Linked DNA regions of Danio rerio: region 1 is linked to region 2. A link is a contact called in public Micro-C data. All regions are on one chromosome and are shown on one strand. The core of a region is the stretch at or near the end of the contact, and the rest is flanking DNA. Distances in the headings are between cores, read along the strand shown.

What was found. A called contact is a pair of places that touch in the nucleus more often than the background predicts.
Region 1: a Micro-C map of caudal fin shows a contact between it and region 2, with 7 times the contacts expected there. The contact joins two enhancer-like sites. A contact is called at or near these places in 1 of 18 Hi-C or Micro-C datasets (caudal fin) and 1 of 4 datasets of contacts at active chromatin or transcription factors (caudal fin).

What each region holds. Positions count from the first base shown.
Region 1 is chr21:7,866,527-7,873,750 of GRCz12tu, reverse strand. All of the region lies in intron 4 of col5a1 (procollagen, type V, alpha 1), which reads right to left. Among named protein-coding and RNA genes, the nearest start is that of col5a1, 86 kb to the right of the region's middle. Within about 2 kb of position 4,365, at least 5 of the 62 cell types and tissues checked have an H3K27ac peak or open chromatin away from gene starts, as enhancers often do. A contact at or near this core is called in caudal fin, where this site is marked.
Region 2 is chr21:7,682,878-7,689,663 of GRCz12tu, reverse strand. cenpt (centromere protein T) reads right to left here. Exons shown (of 13, transcript XM_073935762.1): 12 at 6,241-6,345; 13 at 5,831-6,154. The coding sequence ends at 6,025. Among named protein-coding and RNA genes, the nearest start is that of cenpt, 25 kb to the right of the region's middle. Within about 2 kb of position 1,878, at least 18 of the 62 cell types and tissues checked have an H3K27ac peak or open chromatin away from gene starts, as enhancers often do. A contact at or near this core is called in caudal fin, where this site is marked.

The DNA.
Region 1 (7,224 bases), core at 3,116-5,615, 180 kb before region 2:
TAAATGATGACAGAATCTTCAGTTTTGGGTGAACTGCGCCTTTAAACATGCAGAATTAATGTAATAGTGTGACAAGAGAAGGGAAAACAGACAAGAGTTAAGCAGAAACAGAAGAGGAGTGAGACAGAGGTGTACTGAGCTATTCTGGGACTGTGTGTGTGTCCGGGAGAAATTGATCAGATTAATGTGGGGCAGAGAGAAAGAAGGAGAGAGAGAGAGAGAATAATAGACACTGCACTGTCAGCAGGTTTGAAATACGAGCGTCTGTTTCGCCAAAAACTCCCCGCATCTCTCTCTGGAGTCCAAGCTAACCGCTTCAGCAGCTGCCTGTGGTGACGAGCGCAGCCAAAACACTCTACACACACACTACACATATACGCATATGCACTCATACACACACACTCTCTCTCTCACACACAAACACTCTCTCACTTTCTTTGTCACACACACACACCACACAAACACACATATGAACACACTCTCTCTCTTTCACACAAACTTAATAGCTCGTTCACTCAATTACACACACACACACACACACACACACACACACACTCTCTCACTTTTCACACGTGCATACACACACGTACAGTGCACAGACATAAACTCACACACATACACTCACGCACACAAACAAACACACTCTCTACCTTTCTCTGTCACACACACCTGACCACACAAACTCACATGCATACACTCTCTTTCACACACACACACACACACACACACACACACACTTACTTACTCACTCAATCACTCACACACACATGCACACACTTTCTCACATTCATACACTCTCTTTCTCTCTCTTGCACACACACACACACACACACACGCACGCACGCGCACGCACGCACACACACACACGCACATGCACATGCACATGCACATGCACGCACGCACACACACACACACTCTCTCTCTCCTTCATACACACACACCACACATTCATTCACTAAATCACACACACATGCACACACTTTTCCACACTCACACACTCTCTCTCTTTCGCTCTCTCTCTCACACACACACACACACACACACACACACACACACACACACACACACACACACACACACACACACACACACTCTCTTTCTCTCTCTCACTCTCTCACACACACACACACACACACACACACACACTCACATTAGAGGTGCTTTCTTATACACACATACACACTCGCACTCTCTCTCACACACACACACATACACTCTTTCTCTCTTTCTCTTTGTCTCACTTGCATGCACACGCACGCACACACACACGCACGCACGCACACACACACACACACACACACACACACACACACACACACACACACACACACACACACACACACACACACACACACACACACACACACACACACACACATACAAACACACACACATACACACAAACACACAGAGATACAGAAATGTTTAAAATATGGAATATGCTTACATCATCAAATTAATCCAAAAATATAAAAGAAAAATAAATGACAGAAAACAGCAGAAAAAAGGAAAAAGAAGACAAAATCTATTATTAATTATAATAACAAGTATAAATAGTGTAGATTATGTAAACAAGGCACACACACACACACCCACACACGCATTCTTTCTCTTTCTTTCACCCACACACATACATTCTCTCTCTCTCTCTCTCTCTCTCGCTTGAGTGTGGCGTGGCTGCAGTGGACAGGAGAGGGCGACAGACAGCACAGCTAATAATGAGCAAGAACAGAGGAATGATCCCAAACTGTTCTGGTAGGAAGCCCAGAGTACAGCACGTTCCTCTCAGTGCACCAAAACATCATGATTCCTTGTTCTGTCCTGCCATTTTGAACACACATGCAACACTTTCTCTCTCACACACTGCATGTACGGACACTTTCATGGAAACATATTTCAGATATTGCATATTAATTGAACAAATATGTGTGTACAAAATGTGTGTAGATTTGTATGATTATGCTCATATACACTACCTGACAAAAGCCTTGTCGCCTATTCAAGTTTTAGGAATAACAATAAATAACTTCTGCTAAATGTAAATGTAAACTTCTAGTTGATCATTTCCGATCAGAAGTAGCTTATAGGAAAGGCAAAGGCCTCTAGATTATGTTTATTTTACCAAAATACAATATGATCATGTCTTGATTTTTTTAATTATTTAATTAGGACAGTAAGGGCTGACTTTGCTTAAACAAAAGTCTTGTCACTTAACAGAAATAATGTCCAGTATAGACCAGTGGTTCTCAAACTTTTTTCACCAAGTACCACCTCAGAAAAAAATAGTCTCTCTAAGTACCACCATTATGACCAGTATTGAAATAAGGTAGCGTAGTTATCCAATTTAAGCAGCTACAGCACTGCACAGTAGTGATGGGAAGTTCGGATCATTTTACTGACTCGGATCTCGATCAAGAAGAACAAATCTTTTTTCGAGTCATTTCGTTCATTTGGTTCAATTTGGCAAATTGTTAATAAATGTTACAAATTGCTTCCAAACACTGATACAACTAGCCCAAAAGGTTGATCACACGACAAATAAGTCAAAAAAAGAATTCTATAAGAAGGAGAAAATGATACTTCAATGTTTACCTGCTCGTTTGTCAATGAAGGCATTTTTGTCTCTTTACTCAGCTCACCTCTTCATGTCTTCTAATGTCAGGGGTTCGTTCATATTAAACTGGCAGTCACATATAATTTTAACCAATGTACACAATCTGAGCCGATAGGAGCCATGATAATTAGTTCACCTTTCAAGTCTTGAGTCATTCGTTATTTACGTGACAGAATGACTCAAACCCGAGGACTCGAGAGAAGAGCGGTTCAATACTTTTTCCGGCTCTAAACGCGTATGATTGGCCCGTGATGAACGAGTGACTCAGACCCGATAGAAGACTCGAGAAATGAACGAATCAAATCTTTTTCCGGCTCTAAACGTGTATGATTGGCCCGTGATGAACGAGTGACTCAGACCCGATAGAAGACTCGAGAGATGAACGGATCAAATCTTTTTTTGGCTCTAAACGCATATGATTGGCCCATAATGAACGAGTGACTCAGACCCGATAAAAGACTCGAGAGATGAACGGATCAAATCTTTTTCCGGCTCTAAACGCGTATGATTGGCCCGTGATGAACGAGTGACTCAAACCCGATAGAAGACTCAAGAGATGAACGGATCAAATCTTTTTCCGGCTCTAAACGCGTATGATTGGCCCGTGATGAACGAGTGATTCAAACCCGATAGAAGACTCGAGAGATGAACGGATCAAATCTTTTTCCGGCTCTAAACGCGTATGATGGCTTCTGCCTTTCCGCGATGAACGACTCGAAATGTGATGAAGACTTGAAATGAACGATACCACCTGCACAAATGTGCGCACGCACGGATGAACGAATCACTCCCTGAGAGGACTCGTAGTTCCCGAGTCATATTGAAGATTCAAATATGTGAAATCAAAATGAACGAATCGTTCATGAACGACCCCTCACTACTGCACAGTTCGAAATAGAAGAGTCATATTCATATTTACAGAATTTTTGATAAATATTTACATATATGTTTTGAAATCTAAACATTAACTGGTATGTAGATTGGTAGGGAACCCTTTTTTCTCAGAGGATGTCAAGCTGAAAAAACATTGCTGCACAAGTTTTATTTATGGAGAATTAAAAAGCACTGCAGAGTTTGGGTGTTCTGGGTTTGTCCGAGATAATTAGTCTAACGAAAATAATGAAGACAAAAGAAAATGAATGAATGAATGAATGAATGAATGAATGAATGAATGAATGAATGAATGAATGAACGAATAATTGAATATTAAAATTATGACTGACAAAAAATGGTTCACTTGTACTAAATAACATATAATACAGACACATTCTTGTGACAGCTTGTGTTAGATTCAAACACACACACAAACTCGCATTATTTTCAAGACTTTGAGGTCTTGTGCTTATTAGGTTTGTTTAAAAATGACATCATCCCAGCTGCTTATGACCTCATAAGCCCAAGACATGAGAAACAGACCAAATGTGATCCGCATTACAACACAAGCTCTCGCAGCAGGAAAGATCGCAAAAGCATTTTAACGAACCAGCATGAAGCACACCACAAAAACGACAGAATATCAGACTTAAGTCAAGACCACAAAAGCCACATGCATGTGCTCGCAAACACACACACACACACACACACACACACACACACACACACACACACACACACACAAACACACACAGTCAATGTCTGCCCATTCTCAAAATGTAAAAAAAAAATAAAAACCAACCACAGAAACCGAAGCATCCAGTGACACACACACAGTGGCAGCGTCTGGAGGCCTTTAAGATCAGGGCCAAAATCAACAGCTCTAAAAAGCGTCTACCGCTGCGTTTTTCCTGTGTTCCTTTCATCCGTCAGCATTCGCTCCTTCGTTTCTGCCTTTTGCCATCACTCAACTCGACTTTCACTTCTCTGTCTGATGATAATGACGTTTACAGTTGGGTTCAGGTTGTGTTTCCTCAACTGCGGCATTGACAGACGAACTGTTTAGACTGTGTTTTTGCCGGGAAAGTTTGATTTGGAATATAGCTGAACCGAAACGTCTGCTCAAATGTTTCTTTCATGTTCGCCTTCATTCGTGCAGGGACAGCTCATTCATTCCTAATTACATACACACTGTGAAAAGACATCAGTTGACTTTACTTCAAAAAAGATGAGTAGTAAACTTTTCTCCACTGTTTTTTTATTTCTTTAAATAGGCTTATTTTACGGCTGAAACTCATTTCATTTCATGACTTTTACAATTTTTGAAATCATTCAGCTGGTCTCATAGTGTGGCAGAAGCACTTTTACCTTCCCTTACGAAAACAACTGCAGTAAACTGAAGCAAAACTGCAGTATAAAGAAGTATAACTGCAGTACAATTAAGTACAATTGCAAAAGACACTGAAGTATAGGTGAAGTTTATTTATAAACTAATTTCGAGAGTATCAAGTGCTTATGATTGCTTGCAGCTGGCCCTGCATTATTTAATTTACGATTCACCAATCAGACGATTCCTAAGCCACTATAAAAACTATGAGTTCAATATAACAGCCATCTTCATTTTGAGAATCCCCCCTTCCGCCCCTACTCCCCCTCCTTTCCTAGATGGGTGGCACGGTGGCCCAGTGGTTAGCACTGTTGCCTCACAGCAAGAACGTCACTATTTCTAGTCCTTACCAAGCCAACCGACGTTTCTGTGTGGAGTTTACACGTTCTCCCCATGCTCACGTGGGTTTCCCCTGGGTTCTCCGGTTTCCTCCCACTGTCAAAAAAGCTTGCAACCTAAGTTAATTGACTTATTCAAACCGGCACCAAAGACATGCTCCTAGTAAATAGTTATCTCTTAAGAGCAATCACTTTCTGTTCACTAGCTACTACAGCAGGGGAGTTCTCAAGATCTACCTAAGCTCAAACTCCCCTTTCGCCTTGCAAATGGGAGGGAGCCCCAGGCTCGAGGATCTAATAAGCTCAGGGCTCTCTCCCGGGACAGCATGCCAAACAAGCTTTATAATCAATCATCAGCTAAGTGTGAACTCTTGAAACAGTTAAATAAATTAAATAAATTATATATATATATATATATATATATATATATATATATATATATATATATATATATATATTTTTTTTTTTTTTTTTTTATTTATTTATTTATTTATTTATCTATATATATATATCTATATCTATATCTATATATATATATATATCTATATATATATATATATATATATATATATATATATATATATATATATATATATATATATATATATATATGTATGTGGGAGTATTTGGGCTTTTTCTTCAATAAATGAACCTGACAGGACAACAGGAGATGTCAAAAAAAAAAAAAAACTGCTGCTTTGAATTGGACTGACTACTACTATTCATCTATTAGTCTACTATTCATATCCATTACAAATAAGAAAAGAAATGTAAAATACATTAAAAACACCCTAAATCTGTTGAAACACATCAATCCAAAGTCGGTTGGGTTTGCAGCTGGATATTATTGGAGTTCGCTGTCAGGAACAGTAAACAGCAGTTTTACTACAGAAACACCACAGAGTCTCGCTTAATCCTTTTGTATGGGCACGCGTCCATTATAAAACGGTCGCAGGACATTTGGACAACTACACGCATATTTTAAAGGGTTCAAACAGAGAGCAAACAGTTTGTAAATCAGTGGACTTGTGCGACTCTGATACAGTACGAGTCGCAGACGTGAGACACGCACGAACTCTGATCATCGTTACCTTTAGATTTGCATTTGCTTTATAAAGCTGAGAATGTAGTCCTAGCTGGTATGCAGTGGTTACACAGTTAAGTCTATATAACAGTGAGGCTGTTTTTGCACCGAGTCCGAAGTAATTTCACGGAAAACGCGAAATGCCATATAACATATTTAATAAGGAAATCAAATAATTATAGTATAATATTTAAGTTAATTTTAAGCTAGCCTATACCACGCCCCATCTGCAGCATCACCGCAGCCCACCAGTTGAGAATGCCTGGCATACATCATTGAATCGGATTAGACAATTAGCACTGCACTCAAAAATTAACAGAAAAACAAAGCTTAACTCTTCCGTTTAATTAGTGTGTAATTACTAAGGTGTCACGATCCTCCAAATCCTCGATTTGATTACATTTTCGATTCTAAAGGCACGATTCGATTCGATTTTTGATTATGAATAATTAATTAATTAATGACCAATTAATTATTTGTAGCCTACCGTTTAAACTACCTGACCTGCATGGTCTTTGTTTCACCCATAAACAAATCATACAGAAAATGAATAAAGGCAAGATACACACATAATTACCACCTGTCAATCACTTTTTCTGCGGGACTCGTGAATTGGCAGTGATCTGTGTCGTTATAATGGCGTCGGTAAAAAAGACGCACAACCAACAGGAACCAGCCAACAGTATCTGAGGTGTGCGCTAAAATGACCAAGTACAAGTGAGTGAAAGATTGAAGCAGTCTACTGATCCTCTGACTGCCTGGACCTGCTGTCTCGAGCGCATGGCTGTGTCTAAGTGGTCACGTGATGTGCATTTTCAGAGGTAGAGAGGAAGGAGGGCTGCTCAGAAATGCTACACGCCACTGTGGATGTCAAATCGTTGTCGTTTTAAAATGCCATTTAAAAAACAAAGACAGTGTAAACAGGGCC
Region 2 (6,786 bases), core at 629-3,128:
TTTTTAAGTAGTTGGAGCGTTGTAAATACTCGCGATCGTCTCCCTCGCCATAGTAGCCTAAGCTAGGGTGACGCACTTTCTGTTATGACATGGAGCGAGAGATGCACTCAACGTTATGCTGCATGATTTTTTAAATTACATTAGTAACAGTTCATTTTGTCAAAGTTTGATCTTTAATCCAAGGAAAGGCAAAAAAAAAATCCTTTGTAACGAAATCCAAGACTTTGTATACCACATACAAGGCTATTAAGGCCTTAATTTGAGATTATTAAACATAAGACTTTTTCAATGCTTTTAAGACTCCGCAAGTCTGAATATGTCCTGGTGTCCATCAAATGCTGTCTGAGCTGCAATCTCCTTCCCATAATGCAATCCAAAAATGTATATAAACAGAAAAACACCCGTAATACATGTAGAACAGAAAAAATCTGTTTAATTATACAGCCATTTTACTGTTATTGTACAGATTTTTTTTTGTGCGTGTAATCACTTGCTTAATTACCCTAATTAAGCCTTTAAATTGCACTTTAATGCCGAGTTCAGACTGGATGATTTTAGCCCCGATTTTGGCTCGCCGACAGGTTTTGAGAAATCGCCGACAAATGCCTGAAATCACAGGCAAATCGGTGCTCGTGCACGTGAGTGACAATCACACAGTATGAACTATCAAAGACGCGATCTGAGAGAATCGCCGATGAGTCGCCGATGCCTGTGAGATATTTGGCGTGCTAAATATCTGGAGCTGTCGGCGATTCAAATCATGCCGTGTGAATTGAGTTTTGACTGAAAATAACATCAGCGATCGCCTACAGCCAATGAGAGAGCGGCTTTCACTTGTGTGTGCTTGCGTGTATACCTGCTGCAGGCCAGCGGGAGGCTGGGGGAGAAGTTAAAAGTTAAAAGAAGTTAAAACCGCTCTTTTTTGGTTTATTTGGACCCACGAAATGGAGGAAAAACTAGTGGAGGTTTGACAGGACTCAGGAGCAACCGTGTCTGTTTGACATTTCATACAGAAAGAAATTAGTTTCTTATCAACGTTGAGGAGAAATGGCCAATTCCCTTTAAACCCAGGTGAGCAAACATGTACATGTTCTACCCCATTAAAGGCTTCTTTCTCATTATGTAGTTAATAACAAAAGATATACTACGTGTTTTTGGCTGTGAGACATAGTTTGGATGAAGTTGTCGGCGATTCATCCTATAGTAAAATCATACAATGTAAAAGTCCCTTTCGCCGATTCATCTTGCAGTGTAAACAAAGCAAAAAAAAAACGCAAGCGAAACGCAAGCCCAGATAGTCATGCAGTGTGAAAACATCTGTGACACGACTACTTTGAAAATCATGCAGTCTGAACTCGGCATAACATGTATACACATATTTTTTTTTTTTAATCACAGGGGGGCTAATAATTCAGGAGAGCTAACTTTAACTGTAGCTAATGACATAATTTTACATTTTTAGGTGAACTATCCCTTTAAGAAGAGTCTTGCTCATGCAGTTGTTCACTTTCACAACAGCAGCTCTCGGAATCTCATCTTAAACAAGTCAGCTAATTTCACACACACACACACACACACACACACACACACACGTGTTCGCTATAGCAGATCCTGCCACATCGAGGATCATCTCTCACCCCGTGAGTCATGCGTTTGGAGATGACGTGAAGGTTCTGGCGACGGCTGTGCTCTGTGACCCGCGTTTGTGGTTTTATGAAGGAGACACAGAACAGATTGGCTTGTCAGAGGTTCGTTTTCAAGCAATGTTTGGTTTAAGTGCTACATTGTAATGAAACTCAACATGATAGATGGAGTCCGCTGGAGCCGCTGCAGTGCTGACTCATACTGTGGAGAATGTAGAAGAAGAACGGGAGGAGGTTTGGGGCCCCAGAGGGCCACAGGGACCCAACATCTGGATATTCGGCTCAATATATAGCGACACCACAACGATGTGAAACAAGAGCCGGATCTGGAATAGCAAGATTTGGATCTCGATCCAGTCTGACACTAAATAAAGACAAAAGATACTGAAGGAGTTTTTAGAAGGAAACAGGAATCCATCGTCTGTCTGGAGCTGCAAATCTCAAAAACAGACTTCGCCTTGTAAAACACACACACACACACACACACGTCTGCTGCAGTCATTAGAAAAGAAAAGAAAAAAAGCTGAAGGAGAAGATTAAAACATAAACATAAACCACACGCTTTAATACAGTTTGCATCTCATTAAAGTGCTCAATAAAAGATAGAAAACAGTTATAGATTGCAAATAAAAGGGCAATTTATACATCTATTAAATATGTGAATAAGAATAGAGGCTTCAACATTTGACGTCAAATTTGAAGGTTTTTATTCACGTTAAATGTTGACTCCTGTATACTGGAATGGGAAATGAGTTTCATTCAGCCATACTGTATTTATAAAATGTCATGGTCTTTTGTGCCTCATTGACTTTAAGCTTAAGTGAAGCGTTTATTTCTACTAGATTTAGTCATGATAGGCTTAGTCAGGGATGTCCAGACTCGATCCTGGAGGGCGGTGTCCTGCAAAGTTTAGTTCCAACCCCAATCAGACAGACTGGGCTAGCTAATCAAGCTCCTACTAGGCAGTCTATAAGCATCCTTGCAGGTGTGTTGAAGCAAGTTGGAGCTAAAATCTGCAGGACACCAGCCCTCCAGGAGGGAGATTGGTCACCCCTGGGCTTAGTGATAGTCTATAATTGATATGAAGAATACTAAAATGTCTATTTTACATGGTTTATTTATAAATCAGCATGAAATGTTGAAAATGTGTGTTTTACACAAGTGCAGAAACAACATCTTTGTCTGTGAAACTGCTCTTGGTGGAGTGTGACTGCCATCTGGTGGACACAGCATGCAAAAACAAGATTTCTAGATTGTTTTTTTCATTCACTTTCTTTTCAGCTTAGTCCCTTTATTAATCGGGGGCCGCCACAGTATAATGAACTGCCAACTTATCCAGCATACGTTTTACGCAGTGAATGCCCTTCCAGCTGCAACCCACCACTAGGAAACTTCCATACACTCTTGCATGCACACTCATACACTTACAGTCAATTTGGCTCATTCAATTCACCTACAGCGCATATGTTTGGACTGTGGGGGAAACCGGAGCACCCAGAGAAAACCCACTCCAACACAGGAAGAACATGCAAACTCCACACAGAAATGCCAATTGACCCAGAAGGGGCTGGCACCAGCAATCTTCTTGCTGTGAGGCAACATTGCTAACCACTGTGCCACCGTTACGCCTAAATTGTTTTTTGTCTTATCAAACCATTCATTGACAATCCCATTTCAGGAGTGATTGGGAATCTACAAGATCTAGCATATCTTAGTAAACCATCAGAAATACTATATACACAAATATGCCCTAAATGAAACTTTTGCAACTTTCTTTTATACAAAACATTATTTTGTTTACTACATAAAGATGTAGATTTAAGTTGCGATTACGGAATGATGTCATCACGCATATGTTAATAAGAACCTATTAATTGTGCATCTGGATGTAATGTTTTAATATGATGTAATAAACAGTGCCTCAGAGAATAGAGACATGACAGGCTTACGCTTGTCAGATACTACGTGATGACGTCACTGATATGCAAATTAGTGCGTGAAGTCATCAGGCAACATTTAGCTACTTTTTGGGCAGGCTTTAGCTAGTTTTTTTGGAAATAGTTGGCAACACTGGTTAAGTCTCCAGCAGTATGTGTGCGCGCGCCGTGAATATATTGTCAATCAGCTGTGTGGACTGTCCTGTCGCAAAATGCGGCTAGAAGTCCTACAATTAATGTAATAGTTTAATTGCGGCGTTTACATATCTGTACTGCACTTCAATAATGCGGCTTTCTGCACATCTAACTCCGGTGAGGGAAAAAATTCGGTTACGTCACACCCACCCCGTTCAAATTCAATCCTGCTTCCAATCTTCAAGGCTAATTTCACCCACACGCTCCATCATGCTAACATCTCAACTCACAAGACAACTTTTTACCTAAATTTTACCGATTTAATGTCACGACATCTCAAGACACCCTTAATAATAAGAGTTAATTTTCCGGTCCCCCTGCAGGATCGCTGAGGCCCACTAGTGGGCCGGGGCCTACCGGTTAAGAATTCCTGCCCTAAATTAAACTTCTGCGACTTGAAAAAATGGAAATCCACCATTTTTTCAAATTTATTTAAATTAAAATATTAAGACCAAAAACATTTACATTTAGTCATTTAGCAGACGCTTTTATCCAAAGCGACTTACAAATTAGGACAAGCAAGCAATTTACACAACTATAAGAGCAACAATGAATAAATGCTATAGGCAAGTTTCAGGTGTGTAAAGTCTAAGAAGGAAAGCATTAGTACATTTTTTATTTATTTATTTATTATTATTTTTTTTTTTTTTTTTTGAGTACAGTTAGTGGTATATCCAGAGAGGCAATTGCAGATTAGGAAGTGAAGTGGAGACAAAAAAACTGAATTCATGAGAGCGGGTCATCGGGGACGGTTGCGCCCCGACATGGTTCAATGCAACTGTGTCTAGTTTGAGTACTTACTTAGTGATGAACTAACACAAAATTATATTAAAAATCTAAAGTTTACAAAAGAAAATAGAAGTCATTGCAAACTCACGTTTGTGTTTTTTTTTTGATAAACGATTTGCAAAAAAAAACAAAAGGAAATCTACAGTACACAGAGCATCATTAATAATCTCCATTTCTATTCCAAACCAGGATGAATCAAATCATTTTATGAAAGCCCTATGTAATATCCTCCTGAGACCCGAAGAAATTTATTTCCTTTTCTTTTTTTGTGATTTCCTACATTCTTTGGGTTTAAAAAAACCTACAATTTAGAATTTTTACATTTGGTTTTTATTTTTAATTTCACAGCATGTCCACTATAGTGGACCACAGGACCATTTTACTTGTAAACGACCGCCACTCAGACAACAAAACTGTACAGGATATGGCTGTAAAGGGATAATAATCCAATATTAATGTAACAAAAACAAAACAAAAGCCATTTTTTCATTTTGTATTGAAATTCCTGAAAAAGTTTAGTCTGAAAGAGAGACGAACTCAATAAAACAAATCAAAAACAACAAAAAAGTGATGTTAACACAAAACAAATTTAACATAAAAGTGATTTAAAACTGGTTGTCATTCTCTAATTTTCTAATTGTCTGACTGTCAGACTCTAAATCAGAAACTCCCTCAACTATTTTATAAGAATCCTCTCTGCTTCAGTTCTGCCTCCTACAACATGCAGTCTTTAATTACATTAAGATGGTCGTGGTGTCCACTATAGTGGGCATTTAAAAAAGGAGGATATTTTGAAACACAAACAAGTTAACAGCTTTGAAAGCTAAATGTGTTGTTCCTGACACTTTAATAAACAAATAAATATCTAATACAAATAGTAAAAAAAAACATTTAAAAAGCTAAATTTTACACACTTCTCTCCTTCTCATAAAATGTGCTTTTTTGTATGTCGGCCATTTTGGATGCAGTGTAAGAAGTGGTTCCTAGCATGCCAGCCAATCAAATGACATATCACTAGAAAGCCCATGATGTCCTCTGAACAGTACAACAGGACTTGACAGTGTCTCAAAAAATTCATTGAAAATTCATGAAAACGCAATGTCCACTACAGAGGACACAAGTCAATGGGCGGGTCTCAGGAGGACATTTGTGTTCTGTATATTTCTCCAAAGAACTATTCTGAGGCTAATCATTGAGGAAAGCTCATTTCCTCTGGAAATCAATCATGCAAAACAAGACAAGGACTTCAGTTTAAATTCTGTTAGATTTTTTAATGTCTTTTTTTTTTTTAATTATTTGAAAAATATACATTAATGGCTAAAAATACAAAGTAAAGTTGTTTTCTTAATGGTTATGCAAGAAACAGATATATATTACACAAATCATAATTTACAAAAAGGTATTTGTATTGTTTTGAACGTATTCACATATTTACAAGAACACGAGTCACATCTGCATGTTCACCTTCTTTGTGTGGGGATGACTTTATTTCCACTGGTGGCCACCGGGATGAGAAGTTTGCGATACTCCAGCGGGAGGTACTTCTCTATCAGCACATTTACAGGCATGCTGTCGGTCACGAAGCCCTGTCTGAGAAAAACAAGTACTTCAATAAGTAAACACAGCACAAGTGATTGTACGAGTTTTGGAGAATGCTGTACAAAATTGACATTTACCTTCTCATGAGGAGCTCAAAATCCTCAACCTCAATAGTTTTACGTTTGGCATGAGTTGCGTATGTTTCTAGATCATCAGCCAACCGGTCAAAGTACTTCTTCAGACTGAGTGAAAGAGAAAACAAACAGACATTGCAGGAGATATAACGTCATCTAGTGATCTCAAAAGACTGTGATGAATAAGAATACAAAGTGTGTGCTGTGTATAGTTATGCATGTATAAATACATAACCAAAATATATACATATTTACTTTTTGTATATCATTTGTACTAGATAATGTTTACACACACACATTTGTATATATTTATTTACATTTAAATGATATTGGCAATAGCCAAAAACACACTGCATAAGTAAAAAAAAAAAGAATATATTTTATGCCAAAAATCATTAGAATAAAAAGTAAATATAATCTTTCCCCAAGACATTTTGTAAAATTTCTTTCAGTCAGGGTTCCCACACTTTCATGAACAGCAGTTTGAAGAACGTTTAAAAACACCTTTCATTTTAAAACAAGCACCTTTGTAATCCATATCTATAGCAT